Regions from separate parts of the Rattus norvegicus genome. Here region 2 is linked to region 1. A link is a contact called in public Hi-C data. All regions are on one chromosome and are shown on one strand. Each heading gives the region's core, a stretch centred on a gene start, on an enhancer-like site or on the middle of the called end of the contact. The rest is flanking DNA. Distances are from core to core; before and after follow the strand shown.

Evidence for each region. A called contact is a pair of places that touch in the nucleus more often than the background predicts.
Region 2: a contact with region 1 is called in a Hi-C map of liver, with 4 times the contacts expected there. The contact joins two enhancer-like sites. A contact is called at or near these places in 12 of 12 Hi-C or Micro-C datasets (the A7r5 cell line, the Rat2 cell line, Schwann cells and 7 more) and 1 of 1 datasets of contacts at active chromatin or transcription factors (oligodendrocytes).

What each region holds. Positions count from the first base shown.
Region 1 is chr16:76,148,999-76,156,434 of GRCr8, forward strand. Vdac3 (voltage-dependent anion channel 3) reads left to right here. Exons shown (of 9, transcript NM_031355.2): 6 at 1,538-1,765; 7 at 2,908-3,058; 8 at 3,933-3,990; 9 at 4,424-4,935. The coding sequence ends at 4,515. Among named protein-coding and RNA genes, the nearest start is that of Vdac3l1, 15 kb to the left of the region's middle. Within about 2 kb of position 3,008, at least 1 of the 93 cell types and tissues checked has an H3K27ac peak or open chromatin away from gene starts, as enhancers often do. A contact at or near this core is called in liver, where this site is marked.
Region 2 is chr16:76,293,785-76,301,220 of GRCr8, forward strand. No RefSeq gene overlaps it. Among named protein-coding and RNA genes, the nearest start is that of Mrps31, 27 kb to the right of the region's middle. Within about 2 kb of position 4,472, at least 33 of the 93 cell types and tissues checked have an H3K27ac peak or open chromatin away from gene starts, as enhancers often do. A contact at or near this core is called in liver, where this site is marked.

The DNA of each region.
Region 1 (7,436 bases), core at 1,758-4,257:
GTCTGTTTGCCCTTGTTTCATTTCTTATCTGCTTAACCTGCTCTCTGCAGTCCGAAGGCAGGGAGGCTAGATAAATGCACAGTGAAATTTGGTTGTAGCTGTGACAAGGGGTCTGTCCTCCCTGTCACATGCCTTAATTATGTTTAGAATAAATAATCTCTTAAAAGACTTGTAAGGCAAAACTAATTCTGAATGTTCAGCATTGCTATTAAAAATATATTGTGACCGGGTGTGTTGGTGCACGCCTTTAATCCCAGCACTATGAAGGCGGGCGGGCAGATCTCTGTAGTTCCAGGCCAGCCAGGGCTACAGTGAGAACCTGTCTAAAACAAGCAACAAACTTGTGCATTTCTCCTAACAGGTTAGTTATTCGTTTTGATGTAACATTTTAGCACTTGAAAATACTTGAAGATCATTTATTTCTCACGTGTCAACATATTATTAATTTGGCACTTAAATATCATACTACTTATGGAATATATATATATATATATATATATTTTTTTTTTTTTTTTGGTTCTTTTTTTCGGAGCTGGGGACTGAACCCAGGGCCTTGCGCTTCCTAGGCAAGCGCTCTACCACTGAGCTAAATCCCCAACCCCGACTTTATATTTTTTGACAAATGTTTGTATCTGTGGCGCTCTGTGTGGTGTTTGAATATGTGTATATATTGTATAATCAAGTAGGGTACGTATATCTGTCACCTCAAACATCATTTCTTTGAGTTGAAAGCAAATTTAAATCATTGCATTTGTTTTTTTTTTTTTTTTAAAGACTTATTTGTTTGTTTATTTATTATAAGTACACTGTAGCTGTTTTCAGACACAGATGCAGAGTGCATCAGATCTCATTACGGATGGTTGTGAGCCACCATGTGGTTGCTGGGATTTGAACTCAGGACCTCTGGAAAAGCAGTCAGTGCTCCTAACCACTGAGCCATCTCTCCAGCCCCTGCATTTGTTTTTGAGATGTGTACTTTATGTTGTACCTGCTGTGCAGCAGAGAGCAACAGAACGCTTTCCTCTCTAACAGTGTCTGTTGATATGCTCATTCATGCCTTACAGAGTCAATCATGAAATGCTCTGTTATTTTATATAATGACATACACATTTCTGTGTGTGTGTGTGTGTGTGTGTGTGTGTGTGTGTGTGTGTGTGTGTGTGAACTTTGTTTGTTGGTTTTTTGAGTAGAGTTTTTTTTGTGTAGCCCTGGCCTCTCCTGGAGCTCAGAGCTCCACCTCACTGTACCTCCTAGGATTAAAGTGCTGGGTTAAAGGCGTGTGTCTCTCAGTCCCCACTGACAGAGATGAATCCTAACAGTTGTGGAGCTAAGTCACTTGCAGCATTTTTTTTTCTTTTTTCTTTTTTTCGGAGCTGAGGACTGAACCCAGGGCAAGCGCTCTACCACTGAGCTAAATCCCCAACCCCTCACTTGTAGCCTTTTAACCACACATTATGCCATCTACTTTGGGGAGGGTCTGACTTTACACCTCACTGGAAATGTGAACTCATGGTTCTTATGTTGTTTGTTTTTACAGGAAGAAGAGTGGGAAATTAAAGGCCTCCTATAGACGGGATTGTTTTAGTGTGGGCAGTAACGTTGACATAGATTTTTCTGGACCGACCATCTATGGCTGGGCCGTGTTGGCCTTTGAAGGTTGGCTTGCTGGCTACCAGATGAGTTTTGACACAGCCAAATCCAAACTGTGTCAGAATAATTTTGCTCTTGGTTACAAGGCTGAAGACTTCCAACTGCATACTCATGTGTAAGTGTTCATTCTGTCTTTAGTGCCAGTGTCATTGCTCTGAGAGGTGGGGGTTTTTAATGCTAAGTTAAAAGCGATGTAATACTGTTTGGTGGGCGCCAGTTCTGCTGCACAGTCTCAGTCCTGCTGCACGGTCAGGAAGTCTGCACACGAGTGTGTCGGGCTGTGCTGCTGTTTGTTTCTGCTGTCAGCTCTCACCCCAAACCGTGGGATGTTTTAGCATCTGTAAACCACTGAGTGCAGACCCCACAGAGCATGTATATACTTACTTCACTGTTACTTTTGACTTCTTTTGACTGTATCTGGAAACATGTTTGGAACACTAAGAACAACCACCAAATAATTTGAGCGAACTAGAACTACTCTGGTAATTGTGTCTGGAGATTTTCATGTCTTTGGTTAGAGCCTCGTTAGTACCTCTGTTGCATCCAGAAGTAATAGGGATCGCAAGGTAATCCTGGGTTTCAGTGTTGGCTGAGTCATCCTCAACTTGTATTTACAATATAGTTAGGTTTCGGTGTTTTAAGACAAGATCTTATGTAGATCAGGCTGCCCTCAAACTCACGTTAGCCTTGACTGACCTTGAGCTGATCCTCTTGCCCACACTTTGCAGTGCTGAGGTCATAGGCAGGAGCGAGCTGTGTGTTCCTGAGGTATTGCTCTAATACCTCAGTACACTCAGTGTAGAAAGTGGTCTTCAAACACTGTTGTATGCGTCAAAGAGTCTAGACATTGTAAAGTGTTCTCACTCTGGGTGCACAGGAAGTAAAGCTAGTATTGTCTTTATTCCTCCGTTTATCTCTCTTTGCAGTATTTATGGACCTAGATCCTATGAGAGCGACTTAGAGGTTATAGTTTCTAAATTTTATGAAAGATACCTATAGATTACATATTTACCTGAGGTGCTTGCCGTTGAGCATAGTTGAATTCTGTCTTAAAAATTTTTATTACATTGAAGAGCCAAGCAAATCAGTCAGGAGCTCCTGTGCTTTAACTGGTTTCTTACATACTTTAGTTTTGTCTTGTGTAATAGTCATTTGTACTAGAAATTTGCTAGACTTCATAGTTGCAAAATCGCATTTGTTCCTACATCTTAGCAGTAAATGAATGAGTCTTACTTGTTTTTCATACCATGAAAACAGAAACGATGGCACTGAATTTGGAGGCTCCATCTACCAGAGAGTTAATGAGAAGATCGAAACATCAATAAACCTGGCATGGACAGCTGGCAGCAACAACACTCGTTTTGGCATCGCTGCTAAGTATAGGCTGGATTGTAGAACTTCTCTGTCTGTGAGTGCTGTCAGATTGGACCCTGCTTGTAAATGAGTGCTGTAGTACCGTCGTAGTTTGCATGCTCTTTATTAACCGCATGGCCTCACTGCTGCGGTGAAAAGGTCATTATATCTAAGGCAGGAAGTTTGGGTTCGAGTTCTGATTTCTCAGCTGCTGTGTGGCCTTGACCTCAATATATTCTTACGTGTAAATTCATGGGAGTAGATTACTATTTTTACTACTAGTAGTTTCTTAGAGTAGTAACACTAACAGAAATTGAGCCCTTAGGTGTAAGGCTTTACTTGTATTACCCCATGTAAGTCTCATAACTGTTTAGTGTGGTGAAAGGCAGTATCCTTCTTTCTGTTTCACAACCTGGAAACTAAGTCAGGGTCCTACTAAGCGGCAGTGTCAGACTAGGAATCCAGATCTGCCTTATGACACCTGAGGTCATGTTGTCATAAACTCTAACTGCTTCATCATTGTCCGAGGTTTAAACTGGCATCTTCAGGAATTTATTATAGGTCAGGCATGGTGCTCCATGCCTGTAATCCCAGCACTAGGGAGGCAGAGCCTGGCAGACCTCTATGTTTTCTCCAGGATAGTCAGGGCTCTGAAGAGAGTCTCTGTCTTAAAACAAGAAATTCATTTATAGAGATGTTTGGTAACACAGTGTGCTTGAAAAATCTTTCAAGAACGTTAAAGCATACATTTTTATTACCCACAATTCCCATCAGTCCTCTTGATCTTTTTATTTTTTCAGTGTTAATACTTCTAAGTTTGTCCGGTTACTTTTAGCTTTAGAAACCTTGTACATGAAGTAGTTTCTGCATTGAACTGGCACGTTGTGAACTTGTTTTCTAACTGCTGCTTCTTCATCTCTTAATCTTAGGCCAAAGTAAACAATGCCAGTTTAATTGGACTGGGTTATACGCAGAGTCTCCGACCGGGTAAGTAAAAGGCATTAGTTAGTGGAGGGCCAGGACAGAAAGTTCCGAAAAGAATAATCTTTGCCACCACTAAAATAATCACTATGGGTTAACTCAGGCTTTCTGTGATAGCTTTGCGTACTTTACAAAGTAGAAGAGAGCAGGTGCTTTTGTTATAAGTTTCTAACTGTGATTTCTAACTATAATGTAAATTTCTAATTAGTTGAGAACTATGATTAATCACTAGCTTTTGAACTTGGCTCATCCCTCATTATTCTAAATATTGAACTCCAAGTAGTCATCATGCATCAGTCAGCCTAGACAACTGGGCCATTTCAGTCTAGCTTACGCCTACCTGTACTCTATCCTATTCACTTAGATCCATTATTTCTAGAAAATTTAGGTCTGAGTATAGTACTAGGTACAAGTAATTATGGTGTTTTCTTCTCCTTAGGAGTCAAACTGACCCTGTCAGCTTTAGTGGATGGAAAGAACTTCAATGCAGGAGGCCACAAGGTTGGCTTGGGATTTGAACTGGAAGCTTAATGGGGTTTTGAGTAGAGTATCAATTGTCCCTGGAAATGAAGAGAAATGAACCCACTATGTTTTGGCCTTAAAATTCTGTGAAATTTCAAAAGTGAACTTTTTATTCTTCCAAAGAATTGTAATTCTTCCCACACCGAAGTCTAGAGATTACAGATCCATCCAGTGGGAGTTCCTTGAAGGCAATGCCTGGAAATTGTCATGTTTGTGCCACATTTCAGTTGAGTTCTGCAGAGTTAATTTAAATATGTTCCTCAGCAACAACGTAGTGTCACGTTAAAGGAAGTGATCTGCCCGGTCTGTACATCGAGTCCTGCATGTCCCAACTCCACTTTCCATGACCTTTTGTTACATCAGTCTCTGCTCTAGTGAGACCTTTGGTTTGCATCAGAGTAAAATAAACCCATCACATTTGGAACATAATTGTTTATCTGATTTATTAGTAGTGGTTGGTTGGTTTTCGAAAGTGGAGTTATTTCTAAAGTGGTGTGTCTAAAAGGTAAATGTGTTTTCATCCTCCCTTTGACTTCTGGTTCTCACTGCACCCCTAGAGGGATGAAACGGTGCCTGTGCTCTGCTGTGGAGGAAGCCCTGCTCGAGCTCGGGCAATCAATAGCAGGGACTCGGATTCCTCACAACCCTCCTCCTTCACTGCTGCACTTTGACTTACTTCCTGTGTATGTTGTTAGCCTTTTAAGACAGCTCATAGGTATGTTTATAAAGGCCAGAGTACTTATCTCCTTTTAGGGTACACTTTATTTTTTAAATGTCTTTTCTTTTTAAAAATTACTTTAATATTTACTTGCTGCCCTCTCTTATGTCACAGTGACAGAACACTGAGCAAGGCTACTCACAAAAGCAAGCCCATGTTTCAGAGGTTAGGATAAAGTTGTAGCAAAGGCATGGTGGCAGCCTAGAGCACATCTTGCAAGTAGGAAGCAGAGAGACATCTTGGAAATTTGAAATCTCTAAGTCTACCCCAGACACCTCCTAATGCTCCCCGAACAGTTCTAGAAACAGGGGACCAAATATTCAAACTCAAGCCTATGGAGGACATCCCAAACTACCACAGTCTCGTGTGTGTGTGTGTGTGTGTGTGTGTGTGTGTGTGTGTGTGTGTGTGTGTGTGTGTGTGTGGTCTATGTATATACTAGCTGTATATGGCTGTTAAAATTAGTATAAGCACACCCGAGCCACAGAATTTGAGATTTAATTTTAATTACTTTAAATTTAAATGATTACATGTAGCAGCGGCTGCTGAGTTGAACAGTATATTCTGTAAGATTTCTAGGAGTGACAGGAGTTGCAGGGGGTAGGCATTTAATAGGTAGCACGAATTTGCCCTTCAGATGTTTGGTATCAAGTTATATTTCTATCATGGGTGCTTGTCCACGCCCTTACGTGCGCATTAACACTGTTGCCACACTTTCAAATATTTATTTAGTAGGTGAACGGTTGTATCTGCTTTTGATTTATACTTTCAGTGGCAAGTGAGAGGGCTGTTTTCACATATTTACTGGTCATTTACATTCTAAATACCCATTAGGATTCCTTGCTGTTTCTAAGTGGGCTGTCTTAAAATAACTAGATAGCATTTTCTCTTCGAAAAACTCCAGTGTAAGACAGTACTTAACACTGACAGGCCTGTCCTGAAGCCGCCAGGCAAGTCTGCACACTTAGGGCTAGTTGGGTGCTCTCGCAATCATATGGTAAAATGTTATGTTCTTGAATATCATCTCTGTGGATTGAGCTACCATTACAAGAGAAAGTAAAACAGTAAAGAAGACAAACTATAAACAGTTGATGCCAGTGATTCTAATCCCAAATCGTAAAAGCCCACGTACAACTCGTGTGGTGTGAGTGGACACTTGTGTGGACTGGCTGTATCCTGGTGTGGGCGGAGGAGGAAGCTGTCACAAGTCATGGCGTAATGAGAAAGCAGCTGTCACAGTGTGTCTGAGGGTTGTTCTGCAAGGTCACTGCTGGGTCTAGTGTGAGGAGAGTGTAAGCGACTGGCCAGTCGGCCAGAGCTGGAGCAGTGACGTCCTTGAGGGAAGAGCTGGTAAGCTGCACCCTTGCTTATTTCTGTTATTTCATGGTTCATATGTTCATGTCCTCCATTAGTCAGTATTGTGTCTTTTAAATTAGTGATAGGCAGATCAAGAGAGCCAAAGGGTATTGATAAGGTCATCCAAATATGTAGTGCAAAGTTTAAATTTAACCCTTATTCAGGGATTTTATCAAATTGTGGCTGGTTGGGCCGTATGAGGAGTAAAAGTACTGTCTTAAGGTGTCCATTGCTGTGAAGAGACACCATGACAGTCTTATAAAGGACAGCATTTAATGGGAGCTGGCTTAGTTTCATAGGTTCAGTCCATTATCATGGTAGCAAGCACGGCAGGGTGCAGGCGGACATGGTGCTTGGAAGGCATAGGAGGAGCCCACCCCCATACTAACACTTCCTCCACCAAGGCCACACCCCACAGTGCCACCCCCCATGGGCCAAGCATTCAAACATGAGACTATGGGGGCCAAACCTATTCAAATCACCATATTCCACTCCCGGGCTCCCATAGGCTTGTAACCATCCCCCCTCTCCCCCCAGGAGCTGGGGACCGAACCCAGAGGCTTGCGCTCGCTAGGCAAGCGCTCTACCACTGAGCTAAATCCCCAACCCCGGCTTGTAACCATTCTTATCGCAAAATGCATTGAATCCAATTTCTAAAGTCCCCCCATAGTTTATCACAGTCTCAACAATGTTGAAAAGTCCAAAGTTAAAAGTCTTCTGAAATTTATGCAGTCTCTTAACTGTGATTCTTTATAAAATCAAACCAAACATCACATACTTCTGACAGGATACACATTATCACAATGGCCTCTCCTGACCTCTCAGTGTCCAGCCTCGGCTGCTCTCCATGACCCCT
Region 2 (7,436 bases), core at 3,222-5,721, 150 kb after region 1:
AACATCCATGGATTAATCAGTATTACAAAATTATAGGATGTCAGAGCTGAAGCAACCGTGTTTAACCCCACTCATTAAGATAAAAAAACCAAGCCCAGAAAGGGATTTGCGCAGAAAGAGGCAGGGCAATCATGAGACGCCTGTCTTCTCAGTTCTTGGCTGAGAAACCCCTGTCCTCATTGGACATCATGAGGTGACCTTCCTTAGCCCCTTTGTTTTCCCAGCGCTTCAGTTGTCTGACAAAGTATCCAAGTCACGGCTTGCTTGGGTATCTTTTTCCTGCGACTCCCACAAAGGGATGATTGACAGGACTGGCCTTTAAGCTCTGTAGCTCGGGGCTCCCACAAGCTGCTGCCCTTTCTATAGATGTCTACCGCATGAAGAAAAATCTCAGAAGCTCTACTTTCAAAACTAGTGAGCCTGCTTATACAGACACTTCTAGATGTCAGCTAATGGCGACTTTCCATAGTTAATCAGTCTTCAGACTCAAAGTTCTTTTCCTATTACTTAATATCTCCATCAAAGATAAAGATGAACTTAAATATTTGAGAGCTATGAAAGGTCGATAATTCTTAAACATTCCTTAGCACACGACTCAACATAACCAAAATACTGGAAGAGCGCGGTTTGAAGTAGATGATACACACAAACTAAACTGTCCTTGTCTTGCGAGCAGCCCTCAGTGACATTCACTGGAAATTCTTGGTAGATGTCTGGTCCACGGGCTGAAGGCTTCTCCACGGCGAGTGGTGAAGAGACAGGAGAGTCACCACTTGCTTTGTTGGGCATTTTATGTTGGTGACGTCATAGAATTTAATCTTCTCAATTACCCTGTGTGGTAGTATCCTCATTTTAAAAACAAAAAAGAACTAACACACAGAAAAACCACACTCACTGATCCCGGAGGATGATAAGTAAGCAGATAAGCAGAGCTGGGCTTCAAACCCATCCCCGTCTGGCTCCAAACGGTGATCTTTTGATATTTCACCTGCCTCTCTCCCTCCTCCCCTCCCTCCTCCCTCCCTCCTTCCCCCCTCATCCCTCCCTCCTCCTTTCCCTCCTCCCACCTTTGGTTTGAAAAGCCAGAGAATTTTTCATCTAAAATGATGTGCAATCTCTCTCTCTCTCTCTCTCTCTCTCTCTCTCTCTCTCTCTCTCTCTCTCTCTCTCTCTCTCTGCAAATATATTCTTAATAATTTAGAACTGGGAATACTCCAAGTGCCAATCGGCCAGAGAAGAAGTAATTACTGTTTGCCCATACAATGGGATACAACGGAGCAATACAGTGATAGAAAGTAGTGAGCAAATAAAGTACTAACCCGTGCAGAGCATTTTCAAATGATCGTGCTAAGTGAAATACTCTGGAGACGAAAGACTATGAACTGCACAGATCCACTTTCGTGAAAGCTGAGAGAAGATGACACCAGTGTTTGGGTGACAAGCTTTGGATCGATCAGTGTGCACTGGAGCAGAAGTGTCTGTTACGATATCCGGTAGAGTATGTTTCACCGTCAATGAAAATGGTTCCGCCGTGGACTGTGGTGGTGATCTGAGGCAACTCCAAGGGAGAGAGATGGGACTAATCCTTGATGTCATTTACCCAGTTAAAGAGCACACGAAAAAACATGGCATTGAAAGAGAATGAGGAACTTTCGTCTTAATCTATCTTTTACAAGAGACTCGTGAGGAGGGGAAATCAATTTTTCAGGTCTTCTTGACTTGAATCAGAACACAAAGCCACAGTCAGGTGTTAGCCCCCGATGCCCATTTGCTTCAGCATTGTGTGTGTGTGTCCACATCTTATGCACATGCCCACACCTCTGGTGTAGGGGTACAGATGGGTTATGAAGCATAAAGACCTTGGTAACACCAAACCATGCAGTCATCTCAGCTTTGGTGAGCTGTCATCAATGCCGAGGTGGGCTTTGGTGGCGTAGGTGTCTTTGAGTCACTTCTGCCCCTCTAAGTAACCCCTCACCCATATTCCTGAAAATACAACTCATAAGTTCACCAAATTGGACTCTGATGGTCTCTGTGCTTCGGTCTATCTTGGGCTCCCAGCCTTCTCCCACTGGGTGAGTAGAGGGGTGTGTCGTACCTCTGCAGGGACAATCTTGTCACATAACAGGAGCAGCAGATTCTCATGCATGTATCCCTCTCTCTGCCACAGCGAGGCCTGTCTGTGCAGTCTTACACATATACTCCCAAGGCTCTAGTAGAGGCAGGTGTTTATGTGGAGATTCACATACATGTGTTTCCTCGCCCCATCATAGGTAGTCCTGTATGTGCAGTTTCACACACATGCATTTCCTATCCCTGCCATAATTAGAAAGCTGTGTGTAACTTTTCACACACACACATTTTTTCCTAGCTTTGTCGTAATTAGGATTATATGTGTAGATACACACACATACACACATACAATTTATAGCCCTGTTATAGTTAGGTGTGGTGATTTAAATGAAAAGACCCCTGTAAGCTCATATATTTGAGTATTTGGCTCCCAATTAGTGACCATGTTTGGGAGCCATTAGGAGGTGTGGCCTTGTTGGAGGGGCTGTGTCACTGGGTGGAGGGCACGCTGAGGCTTCAAAAGCCCACACCAGTCCAATCTCCCTCTCTTTCACAAACTCCATCATACCTAGGCCTAGGATGCCTTGGGGTAGTGTTGGGACATGGACTACATGTGAACAGGTATGCTCAGGTCACCACATAGCAGCTCTGGGAACCGGCAAATGCAATCAGGCATGACCAAGCTTGCCCTCTGGTGTCAGTGGGACACAGATTGGGTCCAAAGAGGTGGAACCAGGCAGCCCGTAGGCACCACTGGGACCCCACACATGTGAGACTCGGAGAGCTCAGGCCAGCACATGGTGGCTCTGGGACACAGCAGAACTGTGAACTGTGTGGCCAGGCCACCACTTGAAGGTCCCAGGACATGGCAGGCATGTGGACATGCCCAGGCCACAATGTCCCATTGCCCACGCAGGAAAATCACGCAAACAGGTACGCCCCAGGCTGCCGAGTGGTGGTTGTCGGACCTGGCAAGTGTGCAAATAGGTGTGCCCAGGCCAGGAGGTTGGTGGCACTGGAACATAGCAGGCACGACAGCAGGTGTGAACAGATGTTACCAGGCAAATAAGAGGCACGGCCAGGCTGATAAGTGCTGGCGCTGGGACAGGTTTGCAGGCAAACAGGCAACACTCCACCACCAAGTGACAAGCCTGCCGTATGGCTGCCCTGGGCTGTGAGGGAGTTTAGGCCACCATGTGGCAGCCCTGGGCGTGACTGTTGAACACTCCTTCCATTCCCCAGGACACGGTATGTGCATGAATAGGAGAGCTCAGGCCATCACACAATGGCGTAGGGACACAGTATGTGCATCAACAGGAGAGCTCAGGCCGTCACGCGATGGCGTAGGGACACAGTATGTGTATACCCTGCAGCTGCCTAGAGATGTGGCAGGTGAGAACAGGCACACCCAGGCCACCACTTGGCAGTCCTGGGATACGGTAGGTGTGCAGACGTGTGCGCCCAAGCCACTCCACGACAGTGCTGGGACACAGCAGAGGTGGAAGCCGCTGTGTCCCGCTGGCAGCACTGAGACTGTAGGTGTGCTTGGGTTGGTGGTTTGAGGCTCTGGGATACGATCATGTACAGACAGGTGAGCACAGGCTGTTACGTGTTGGCACTGGAACGTACAGGCACATGAACAGGCAAGCCCAGGTAGTGCTGGTTCCAGCACATACGTCTGATCAGGCACGTCCAGGCAGCCACATGGAGGCCCCGGAACACGGTAGGCATGCAAAAGAAGTGTGAGCAAACCGTAATGCCCTGGGAAATAGCAGGTGTGTGAGCAGGTATTCCCAGGCGGCCACGTGCTGGTGCCAGGACACAGAAATCACGCAAACTGGTGTGGCCAGGCAGCCATGTGGCCTTGCTGGTACATGTCATGCACACAAGCAGGCATGCTCAGGCCACTGCTTGGCATTGCTTGAACACAGCTGCATCCAAACAGGTGAGACCAGGCTGCATGGTTGGTGATGCTGGGATACGGTGAACATGTGTGAACAGGCATGTCCAGGCTGCCGTGTGGTGGCCCTGGGACACAGCAGGCGTCTGATAACCCTGGGCATGTAACTGTCATGCCCGGGATATGACATGATGATGGTGTGACCCTGGCAAGTGAGGACAGGCTTGCTGAAGCCACCACATGAAGGTACTAGGACATGGCAAACAGATGAATATGTGTACCCAGACCACCATGAGGTGGCGCTTGGATAAGGCACATTTGTGGCCATAATTCACCCATCCCCCACCGCCCACTGCCCACTGCCCACCTCTCTCCCCCCACCCCTCAGTTAACCAAGCTCAGAACAGGCATGTCTAGGCCACCCAATGGTAGTACAGGAACGTGACAGGCTTGTGACCAAGCATGCCTACTCTGCCATGTGTAGGCGCTGGAACAGTGCCACCGTGTGGCAGCTCTGGGAAATAGCATGTGCGCGAAATAGGCATGTCAAAATGCCGGAACACAGCATTCCCTAATCAAGACGCCAATTGCCATAGCAGGGTCTGAGTGCAAAGAGCCATGCCCAATCTTCCACATGGCAATCCAGGGACAAGGAAGGCCTTCAAACTGGTGTGACCAGGACACCACTTGGTGACTCTGGGATACGGCAGGCAGGCAAACGAGCATGCACAGACTTCCAAGTGCTGGCGTGGGGCAAGCGTCGAACAGGTCTGCCCGGGGCCACCATGTTCCAGGGCTGGGGCAAGGCAGGTGTGTGAGACAAGGCATGCGCGGCTCGCCAAGTGGCAGCTCAGCGAGGGCATGTGAATGAGCGCGCCCAGGTGGCCAAGTGGACGTCCTGTGCCACGGCAGGCGTTGTGAAATGGACAGGTTTCTAGTTAAGACAGTCTTGCGGTGAGCAAACAGGTGTTGGCGGGGAGAAGAGGAAGGACAAGCAGGTTCGCAGAGCGGAAGTTGAGCAAACAGGTGTTGGCGGGGAGAAGAGGAAGGACAAGCAGGTTCGCAGAGCGGAAGTCAGTCAGTGGAGCAGTGTTATCTCTGCTGTCCCAGGCCGGGACACTTTCTCACGGTTTCTTATTCCCATGTAACCAAATATTTCTCTAGTAAGCTTGCTGATCACAACTAATGCGAAACTTATTGTTTTCTTTTTCTTCTTCAACTGTGCTCTGGTTCTCCCCTGGTGGAGTTTTAAAAAAAAAAAAAGAATGTAATGTATTATTATTTTTTAAATTCTGATCATGGTTTCTCACACCCCCAACTCCTCCTAGATTCTCCCTGTTTTCTCACTAACCAAAGTTCACGGCCTTTCTTTCTTTCTTTCTTTCTTTCTTTCTTTCTTTCTTTTTTTTTTTTTTTTTCTTTTCTTTGGTTCTTTTTTTCGGAGCTGGGGACTGAACCCAGGGCCTTGCGCTTCCTAGGTAAGCGCTCTACCACTGAGCTAAATCCCCAGCCCCCTTCCCCCCTTTCTTTCCTTTTTCCTTAGTAGAAAACAAACAGCTATCTATCTAGATAAACAAATAAATAAGCAAAACAAAAAACCAAAAGAAAAAAAAAGAAAAAAGAAAAGAAAAAGCACAAAGAAACACATACAGACACGGAGACATATTCACACAGAGAGAAATATAAAACACACAACCAGAGAACATAATATAGAAGCAAAAGACCTAAAAGCCCAGACAAAGCAATATAAGACAAAAACAAATCCAGAAATCCCACTGTAGTCGTTTTATGTTGGCTGTCTATTGCTGGGCTTGGGGCTTAAGAGTGGTTTGTATGTCGGGTGAGCCCCCCCTGGAGAACACTTAAGCTGTCCTTTGTGGGGGGATATCAGCTGGAGAGAGCCTCTGGGTCAGGGATGGGAGCGTGTGTCTACTTCCCGCTCCGTGCTGGTGTAGCATCAGTCTCTGTGAGTTCATACATGCACCTATCTGTCCTGTTGCGCCTGGAAGGTCTTGTGGCCATGGTATCCTCCCTCCCTCTGGATCTTAAACTCTTTCTCTTTCCTCTTCCACAGTTTCCCCACAGCAGCCAACTGAGGCACTGGTCCATGAGCATGGCGGAATGTTATTGGGAGTCATTTTACTGCTACATATTTTTAAAGCACTATTTGGTTTTACCCTAGGTCCCTGGGTTACCTCGTCTCCAGTTGTCGCATTGGGCATGAGTTCTATCGCATGGAGTGGGCCTTAAATCCAATCAAATGTTGGTTGGTTAGCACGATAAGCACCTGGTGTTTACCCGTCTCCTTTGGTAGTGTGCAGAGTCACCTCCAGAACCAGGCACACCAGTCAGCAGGGGTGAAGAAGGTTCCAGATGGGTATCAGCTTGACTTCTCTGTGCTCAGTGAGTTATGTAGGTGTTGTCTCCAGCAGCAGGGACATCATTGTGTGTGTGTGTGTGTGTGTGTGTGTGTGTGTGTGTGTGTGTGTGTGTGAGAAACCATTTGCCTTGTCAATAGCCCAGATCATTTGAGGGTTTCCACGGGGTTTGTCCAACAACTCAATTAACCGTTACCCAGACTGGCACTGGAGGTTTCATTTGGTGACAAGAGATGCTGTGGGACTGTGACAAGGGAGACATGGTAGGTGTTCTCACACCTGCCACATCCCAGCTCTGCTGCCTGAGGTGGTGCTTTTACACCTGCTCACTCGCCTGCTCTGCCCCAATACAACCACAAGGCAATGTGGGCTCACCTGTTTACGTCTCTGCTATGCCCCTGCACCACCGCCTGGCCGAGAAGGCACGCCTGTTTGAACACCTGCCTTGTTGAAGCAGAGCCATGTGGTGTGTGGCCATACGTGTTCGCATGCCAGTGGTGTCCCAGGGCCTCCACACTGTGCCTCTGCACCACCTGTTGGCATGCTTGAATTGCCCTGGGTCAACCAGCGGCAGACTGAGCACACCTGTGTGCATGTGGTCCATGTCCAAGAGCCACCACATGGTGGGCTCTGCTTGTCTATTACCATGTGTGTCACGTCCTAAGATACCGACCACCTCATGGCATACATAGGCCATGAAACGAGCACCACGGTATGGCGGCACGAGCTAACCTGTTCACATGCTAGCCATGTCTGAGTGCTTCATGTGATGGCACAGACGTTCCTCCTCCCACGGCTGTCATGTTCCTGCCCTTTAATCTTAGCACTTGGGAAGCAGGTCTCCGAGTTCAAAGCCAGCCTGGTGGACAGAGAGTTCTGCGACAGCCAGTGCTACACAGAGAAGCCTGTCTTGAAATACACACACACACACACACACACACACACACACACACACACACACACACACTGCACTTCTCTTTCTACAGTTACCATAGAATCAGGAGGTGGGGGCTCCTCCATGAGGGAGGAGCCTGTCTCAGGTGGTCTTTAAGCTACTGCAATAGTAGAATGAACCTGTTTAATGA